2 separate regions of the Sus scrofa genome follow, and region 2 is linked to region 1. The links are chromatin contacts, called in public Hi-C maps. All regions are on one chromosome and are shown on one strand. The core of a region is the stretch at or near the end of the contact, and the rest is flanking DNA. Distances in the headings are between cores, read along the strand shown.

Evidence for each region. Hi-C and Micro-C count contacts between places; a contact is called where the count stands out from the background.
Region 2: a Hi-C map of alveolar macrophages shows a contact between it and region 1, with 2.3 times the contacts expected there. The contact joins the promoter of CNPY2 here to the promoter of ZC3H10 in region 1. A contact is called at or near these places in 3 of 5 promoter capture datasets (fetal liver, fetal skeletal muscle and liver), 13 of 47 Hi-C or Micro-C datasets (alveolar macrophages, embryonic fibroblasts, epiblast stem cells and 9 more) and 2 of 2 datasets of contacts at active chromatin or transcription factors (alveolar macrophages and skeletal muscle).

What each region holds. Positions count from the first base shown.
Region 1 is chr5:21,504,069-21,508,303 of Sscrofa11.1, forward strand. It overlaps ZC3H10 (zinc finger CCCH domain-containing protein 10), which reads left to right and starts at 2,442. Exons shown (of 6, transcript XM_003126269.6): 1 at 2,442-2,548; 2 at 2,662-2,686; 3 at 3,080-3,102; 4 at 3,372-4,219.
Region 2 is chr5:21,709,543-21,713,777 of Sscrofa11.1, forward strand. It overlaps CNPY2 (canopy FGF signaling regulator 2), which reads right to left and starts at 1,750. Exons shown (of 6, transcript NM_001185068.1): 1 at 1,230-1,750; 2 at 518-630; 3 at 258-373. The coding sequence starts at 605. It overlaps PAN2 (PAB-dependent poly(A)-specific ribonuclease subunit PAN2), which reads right to left. Exons shown (of 20, transcript XR_002344302.1): 19 at 3,842-4,039; 20 at 2,680-3,367.

The DNA of each region.
Region 1 (4,235 bases), core at 1,192-3,691:
CATTAAAATAAATTTGGATTTGCTCATAATCTTGTGTCTCTATGATACTTATTTGATGAAGGTGGGGGAGTGAGTTGAAAGGATCATTTGAAACCAGTTTTCTACAGCCATATTCTACCTTTCTTTTTAAAAAAAAAAAAAAAATCCTAAATCCTGGGTTCTGCAAATTCAGAGTAAATTTTATAATGGGAGTTTAGTTTTCTAAAGTAAAAACATAGCCTTTGCTTGCTGCTGACACTTCATTCAGGACACTTAATGTTTACTGCAAAAAAAAAAAAAAGAACACTTGGGAGTTCTCTTGTGGCACAGTGGGTAAGGAGCCAGCATCACTGCAGCGACTTGAGTTGTTGCTGTGGCAGTTTCCATCCCTGGCAAGGGAACTTTCCACATGCCACAGGTGCAGCCAGAAAGAAAAAAATAATAACTATGCAAGTGTTTTTTCTTGACTTAGGAAGCCAGGAAGAATGCCTTTAGAATTAGGCAATTTTTCAGGGCCAGTCTGAGATTGGGTGGCAATTTATTAGAGCATTTTACACTGGAGGCATTGTGGATTTGAAGATACTATACTGAATAAAACCATATAGAGCTTATAGACTAGAAAGCAACAGGTGAAATCATAGTGGACTTGATACAAAGTAATTCTGCTGGTGTTTTGTTTGTTTGTCTTGTTTTTCTTCCCATTTTTGGCTGCCCCAGGGCATGCAGAGTTCCTGGGCCAGGGATCAGATCCAAGCTGCACTATAGACCTAAGACCCAAGCCACAGCCGCTGTAACTCGGGATCCTTTATCCCTTGTGCTGGGCCAGGGCTTGAACCTGCATCCCAGCTCTCCCAAGACGCCACCAATCCCACTGTGCCACAGAGGAAACTTTTTTTTTTTTTTAATGCATGCACCAGCGGCATATATAAATTCCTGGGCCAGGGATTGATTCCAAGCCACAGCTGCAGCAATTCTGGATCCTTTAATCCTCACCCAGGGATGGAACCTGGATCTTTGCAGCAACCTGATCTGCTGTTGCTTTTTTTTTTTTTTTTTTGTCTTTTTGCCACTTCTTGGGCGGCTCCTGCAGCATACGGAGGTTCCAAGGCTAGGGGTCTAATCGGAGCTGTAGCTGCCAGCCTACGCCAGAGCCACAGCAACGCAGGATCCGAGCTGCGTCTGCGACCTACACCACAGCTCACAGCAACGCCGGATCGTTAACCCACTGAGCAAGGGCAGGGACCGAACCCGCAACCTCATGGTTCCTACTCGGATTCGTTAACCACTGCGCCACGACAGGAACTCCCGCTGTTGGATTCTTAACCCACTGCACTGGGGCAGGAACTCTTAGGGTTTTTATTTTTGTTTTCAAAAACTTATTCCATTCTAGGAGCTCCCCTGGTGGTGCAGTGGGTTAAGGATCTGGCGTTGTCACTGCAGTGGCTCAGGTCGCTGCTGTGGCCTGCCTGGCCTAGGAACTTCAACTTTTGCATGCAGTGGGCGGGGCCAAAAAACCAAAAACTTACATTCTGATGGAGATAATACTAAAACCACCTAAGCACTTGGAACAAGGGTCCTAAATTTAGATATTTTTTTTTCCAGAGCTAAAAAGGGGAAAGGTTATAAAAGGAAACCACTAAAAAAAAAGGATTATAATAAGCCTTTACTGTATTTTACAGTGAATAAGGCGAAGTCTGCATGATTAAAGGTTCCCTTTCATCCTAACTCAAGTTTCCTGTAACCAAATCTTTGGGAGTCTTTTTCTGGGTGCTTCTGACCCAATCATACGAGGAGACTGGCAAGTTATCTTACCATCAAATACCATTCTTGTCCTAAAGAAATGTCTAGCCGATCCTAGCTAGCTTCCCTTCTGTTCTTTGATTTGATCTTCACGTTGTGTAGAGGGAGAATCACTTAAGTATATTCTAAGCCAGATGCTTTGTGGCCAGGAATCTAGTGACATTCTGCCTCAGGCGTTGGAGTTGGCTAGAAAAAGAGTTGATCTATCTTAAATAGTGCCAAAGGTCTCTGTAGTATGACAAGCTTTCTCGACTCCCCACTTTACATCCTTCCACGTTCTGGAATCTTAGAACCTTTGGAAGTTCCGAAATAGAATCTCCCTGCAGCAACTTAGGTTCAGAACATAAGGCAAACCAGTTTTTGTAAACTCTGCATCTATCCACAGTAAAATGGAGGGTGTCGCCGGGAAACTGCAACTCCCATGAAGCAATGAGAGGGAAGACGGAAGTCACTAACCTACGCTTTTCTGCACTTCTGGGTCTCTTACTGGAAATACATGCTCATATTTAAATAATATAGTATCCTTATAATAAAACCTGGGGAAGGGAAATTTTGTAACTCACACTCAAAATAGTCTATTTTCCAAGAGAACTGTCCCAACTCAAACACTTACCACGAACCCAAAGGGCCAAAAGCTATTGTTATTACCCTCCCGCAGCCCCGCCCCTGGGGGCAGGGCGAGACCACGGAAGTGACGACACCGAGCATTGCATTAAATATCCGTAGGCGGGCCCCTAGCGCTCTCTCGGCCTTAGCGCCATCTTCTGAGGTGAGTCTCGGTTTGGGCTCTCTCCGGTTCCGAGTACAATCCGTAAACATCTGATCTCTGCGATTGCCATCATTACAGCGAACTAACTGTAGACTTTTTTTCTTTACCCGTAGAAACCTCCGCGCCATGAGAGCGAAGGTAAGCAGTCCCCGTTAGTGAGCTGAGGCTCTAAGAATTGGCAGTTGCAGGGGAGACCCAGGCAAGGGAAGTCCGCCATCGTTCTCGGATCGCTAGGTTCTCAAGGGTGCCCAAGAGCTGGTGGGACAGGGAGGATAGTTTGGGGAGAAGCAGAAGCTGGGAGTTAAGTGGGGGTGGAGAGCGGGAATAGGATAGCGCATGCGGGATTGGGGTTTTACAGCGGGGATCCGGGTGGGAGTCCAAGTTGTTGATGTGATTACTGCGACTAAGTCCTCCTAAGTGGTTAAACCTGTCTGGTTAAAAATTACACTATTTATATTCCTCCCTAAACTCGTTGCTACAACTAATGATATCTCGTTTTATTCTCTGCTTCTGGTTGTGATCGGTTGACAGTGGAGGAAGAAGCGAATGCGCAGGTATGCTGAGACTGCAAGTACAGGGTGGGGGAACTGGAGCACACCTTGGGCGAAGCTTGGGAGGAACATTTGGTTTAGAAATCTAAACAGCTTAAGATGAAAAACATGAGCATTGACTTGGCAAAACCAGGGATTGGACACAAGAGGATAGAACCGTAGTGTTCGTTGATTTTTTTTACCCACCCCTTGTATGGTATGCACATTTTAGATGGGAGGGAAAGAAGATTGGGTTTGTGGGCAGGAGGTGCATTCTCGTGTCTGGTTTTCAGGCTGAAGCGCAAAAGAAGAAAGATGAGGCAGAGGTCCAAGTAAACTTGTACACCGTGGAAGCCACAGGAGCAGAAACGAAATCCCAGAGGCCAGGGACGTTGGTACAATTTGTTGGACTGCATGCCTTCTGTCTAGAACTTGTCTCAATGGATCTATAACAACTTTTCGCCGTTCTGATCGCCTGGACCACTCTGAGACCCACCTTGCTCATATCAAAATGGTCCCTTTTGGTTTTTTGCCCTGGACCTGTGACTTTCTGGACTAGTTCTGTTCTCAGTTGTGGCTGAATGTAACACGTGTACAATAAATTATCTGCTGTTTTAGCTGAAGAAAAAAAGTCATCTTGTCTGTTGATGTGGTTTTTATGGTTCATTGGCTGGGGTGTTCTGTATGAGTACTCGCTTTAGAGAATATCTACACTGAGTCGGGGGTGCGGGCCCCGCCCCTGGCCGACTGGTTCTGGACCCTGGGAGTTGCTGGAGTGTTGGGTGGCTCTTATTTCCTGGAAAGGGCGTTACACACGTCAGGGACCGCTTTCAAGTTGATTTCGCCGGCGTGTGGGCAAACAGTTCCGCTCATCGTCCGAAAGGGCTACATTTGCTACGTCCCGCGCTTGGGGCTCTTTGCTGTGCTGTTGGGTCCGGTTGCCATGGTGACACGCAAAGCCTGCTGGGAACTTCCTGCGGCTAATCGCGCAAGTGCTTCGTGAGCCATAGAGTATAGTTCCGGGTCTGGCGGCTAGAGCGTCATTTCTTCCGCAGGAAGCGGAAGGGCGATAGGGTAGGCGGCTCTTTGTCGAAGCTAGAGGACCGGCAGGCGGCAGCAGCAACTACGGCGGCGGCGGCAGGTGAGGGAGGCGGGAG
Region 2 (4,235 bases), core at 500-2,999, 200 kb after region 1:
GAGAAGGGGGTTGGTCAAGGTTCCCTCTCTGCTAAAACTTCTATACCAAAAAAAAATTATTAGGTTTGGAGCCAGGAGGCAAATGCATAAGGGTATAAACCTTCAACCTCCTCCAAATGAGACAGCCCAATCTTTTAGATGCCTCTGTGGGTCAATGTTTTCTTCATTTCTATCAAACTATGGTCCTTCTTAATTAGTTGAGTTTCTCCTTCAAAGTTAGAGTGAGTTATTTTATTCGGGGGAATAGTCACAGTTACCTCCACCACTGACTGGCTGCCATCTGGATTGATTCGGAAAGAGCCCATCTGAATGGTCTTCTTGGGATCCACCTGAGCAATTTCCCACTCTAGTTCATCCACCAGAGCCCTGCAAGCTGGTGCAAGTGGAGGGAGAGGGGGAGAAAGGAATCAACCCAGGGATTTCCACTCATCCTTTTCTCGGGCCTTGGATTCCTTGCCCTCCCAAGGCTCTATCATCCCCACCTCCCTTCCTCCCATTTCTTCTTTTGTGCCTTTACCTCCACAGTGTAGATCTTGGCTCCTTCGAGCCCAGGCAGTTCCCAGCAGGGCCCCTAGAAGCAGGGCCAGCCAACCCCAGCCTTTCATCTTTAGCGCAATGGGGTTGCTCCACCTGGGTTTGGAATGGAATAAAGCATAGGTGTGAGGAGACAGCTCCATTTCTCCCCGTCCTCCGACCACCCCCCCCCCACCTCCCCTCCCAAGGCCTACAAAGGGCTCAGTGTGATCTGGCTCCACTTTCCAGGAAATGGCCCGGACACAAAGGAGCTCCTCTGTTCCGGCGTTCGAGCAACCGGAATCCCCGGGGGCGGTGGGTAAAGAGCGCAAACTCGGGACTTGGGGCTTAGCCCCAGACACTACGTGGGCAAGTGAGGCCTTAGATGTTGGTACTTAAGCTTCGGCTGCCTACGATTCATAGGGCTATGTGGATGACGGCTATGGGTCTGTGGCTGGCGATCAGGCAAGGACGACAAGCAGAGGAGCTGCTGGCAAGGAGTAGCTGATTCTGGCCAGGAGGTAGCGAGGTGGCTGGCTGGCAAGAAAAAGCATTCAATAACTAGGGCCTATTTGAAGCCAGCATCAAAGACTGCTGCATCCCACCTCCAGCCTATAGACTATTCCCTGTACGGACCAGCCCCCTTTCTAAAGACCCCGCCATTGCTTTCGCTCCAGTCCAACCCCGACCCTCACTGCCACTCGCGTCCGTCCCACCTCTGCTCCCAGGGCCGCCGCGGTGGCCCAGGCGCTGGAATACAGCCGGACTCTCACTTTTGCTCTCAAACCTAGCACCTGGCTGCGGGAGCGCGGGGCTGTCCAAGCTTCTCCAGAGCGCTCCTGCACTTTCTAGACACGGGGTGCCCCAGCGACTGCCTGAGCCAGCTTTTCCGACCCTAAGTGGACGCCTGCCTAATCAGGGCCCAGATGCGCTGCGGTAAGAATCCCACCCTAGAGACCGACCCCAAACCCGCCCCTCCAAACTCTCGCGCGAACAGGCAGCGTAGGAGCGGCTCTCAGGCAGCGAGGACCCCAGCGGATTGCAGGACCCAGACTTGCGTGGCGAGCAGTTCCACGTGACCACCAGGGGTCAGCCGAGGAATAGGAGTGGCTAGAAGCAAGGACAGAGCCCGACGTGGTGCACCGAGGCCCTCAGGCTCGCGCATGGCAGTCTAGATGGGTTCGAGCCTTCAAAAAGAAAGGTGCGCTGCTAGCTAGTAAGAAGCCCAGGTTTCAATGCCCGGGAAACTGCATCTCCCAGGAAGCACCGCGGCACCACACAGGCTCTTTGCTGGTAGCCAAAGATCAGATATCCTGGGACCTGTAGTTTGTAAGGTTCTCCAAATTCCCTTTCATACATTTAATAGGGAAATCATAATGCACCTCTTAAAAGAACCCAACCTTAGGGTGCTGGGCAGCCACAGCAAAGACCAAACACTGCCCATATAGACCTAATTATACTCCTCCAATATCCTTAATTTTTTCTAAGATTTTTTTTTTTTTTTTTTTTTTTTTTTTTGCTTTTAGGGCTGCATCTGTGGCATATGGAAGTTCCCAAGCTAGGGGTTGAACTGGAGCTTCAGCTGCTGGTTTACACCACAGCCATGGCAACTCAGAATTGGAACCACGTCTACAACCTACACCACAGCTCATGGCAACGCTGGATCCTTAACCCACTGAGCGAAACTAGGGATCAAACATGCATCCTCATGGATCCTAGTTGGGTTCGTTACCTCTGAGCCACAATGGGAACTCCCAATATTCTTAATTTTGGACTCTAGAGCTTTATCTTCACTTCTAGGTGGGAATTTGAAAGCCTTAGTTTTTTCTTTTTTCTTGTCTTTTTGCCATTTCTTGGGCCGCTCCTGCGGCATGTGGAGGTTCCCAGGCTAGGGGTCCAATCGGAGCTGTAGCTGCCAGCCTATGCCAGAGCCACAGCAACATGGGATCCGAGCCGCGTCTGCCACCTACACCACAGCTCATGGCAACGCCGGATCGTTAACCCACTGAGCAAGGGCAGGGATCGAACCCGCTACCTCATGGTTCCTAGTTGGATTTGTTAACCACTGCGCCACGACGGGAACTTCCAAGTTTTTTCTGATTGTAATAGAAAGCCAACACAAAGGAAGGGAGGACTGAAGTCAGAGTACCCCACACTCAGATGTTCCTAATGAAATAGATGACACCCAATATTTTTCGTTTTTATTTTATAAAACATGCAGTTTAAAACAAAATTTTAAAAAATAACAAGAAAACAAAACTTGGGATGGGAGAGTGGATGGAAGACAGATGCTTCTCAGCTGTCGGCAGAAGTGAAGCCAGCAGCCAAGCTTTGTCTAGGACCCAAAGGCCCTTTTGGCAATGGTGATGTTGGCAACACTAGTTTGCTGGGGCCACCAGACTAAATGCTGGCCCCTCCAGGCAACCCTGAAGCAGAGACCTGAGTTAGGTCTTGAGCTACTACTGTTGTATCCTATCATTGTCTGGGACTAGGAACTGAGAGTTTTGGTTCCAGGAGCTTCTTTGCCTAGGATATTTATTACCCATGTATTTATTAAGAATACTAATTACTTTTCATCTGGGTCAATCCTAGACTGTTGCTGGCCCACTATTTTGCAAAGGATGAAAAAGCAATCTGGCTCCTAGACCCTTTGCAACAATTCTCCTGCATTCCAGTTCTATTAATAATAGCACCATCTGTAGACCCTGAGCAGGTCCAATTCTGGAAGTAGGGTATAGCCAACTTGGGAAGCCATCTCCCAGTTCTGGGGCCACAGAACATTGAAGGGAGAGAGAACTGTTCACTGGGAAAGGGTGAGGTCAGAGCGCCAGCACTGAAGAGAAGACAGCTGCATCTGTCAGAAACAAAACCAAAAGCATTGACTCTTAAGGTACCTGGAAAAAAGCACCTGGGACACTTTTTTTTCTTTTCCTTTTAGGGCTGCATCCGAGGCATATGGAAGTTCCCAGGCTAGGGGTCAAACTGGAGCTGCAGCTGCTGGCCAACCCCACAGCAACAGCAATGTGGGGTCCAAGCCGCGTCTATGGCCTACACCACAGCTCATGGCAATGCTGGATCATTAACCCACTGAGTGAGGCCAGGGATTGAACCTGTGTCCTAGTGGATGCTAGTCAGATTGTTTCCACTGTGCCATGACAGGAACTCCCAATAGAGACTTTGAATCAACTGTTAAGTGCTTTACAGTACAAATATACGGTTGGGTGGTACTGTTGTTAACATCATCGTTTTAACTATGGTGGGTATCATCATCACATATGCAACCAAAATCCACCCAGTCAAGTTTCCCCTGTCCCATCCCAGGCCTTACTCTTGGGACTTGTCTGGCCCTCAGGCTCAGGCACCTTCCAGTCCATCTTTCGGCCTTTCTCATAAAGGCCCTTCAGCACTTTGTGGAAGGACTCAGGCTCAGTGCCATTTTTGCTTAGCTCCAGATATTTTCGGTAAAGCTGAAGGGCTGTGCGGGCATCCTCAATACTGTCATGGGTCTCCCCTTGAATCTTCAGATCTGGGAGAAGTAGAGGTGGAATAGTTTGGGACCTAGCAAAGGGAGGTTAAGAACATGTCTGCTCCTCTACTCACATCCCCAGCTCCCAGTAAACAACAAAAAAATCTGACTGCCCTTAAGGGGAAGAACCAAACACGATCCCTAGTGCACAGAAGAGATACTGAAACTAACTAAATCCATTAGTAACTCTTACCAC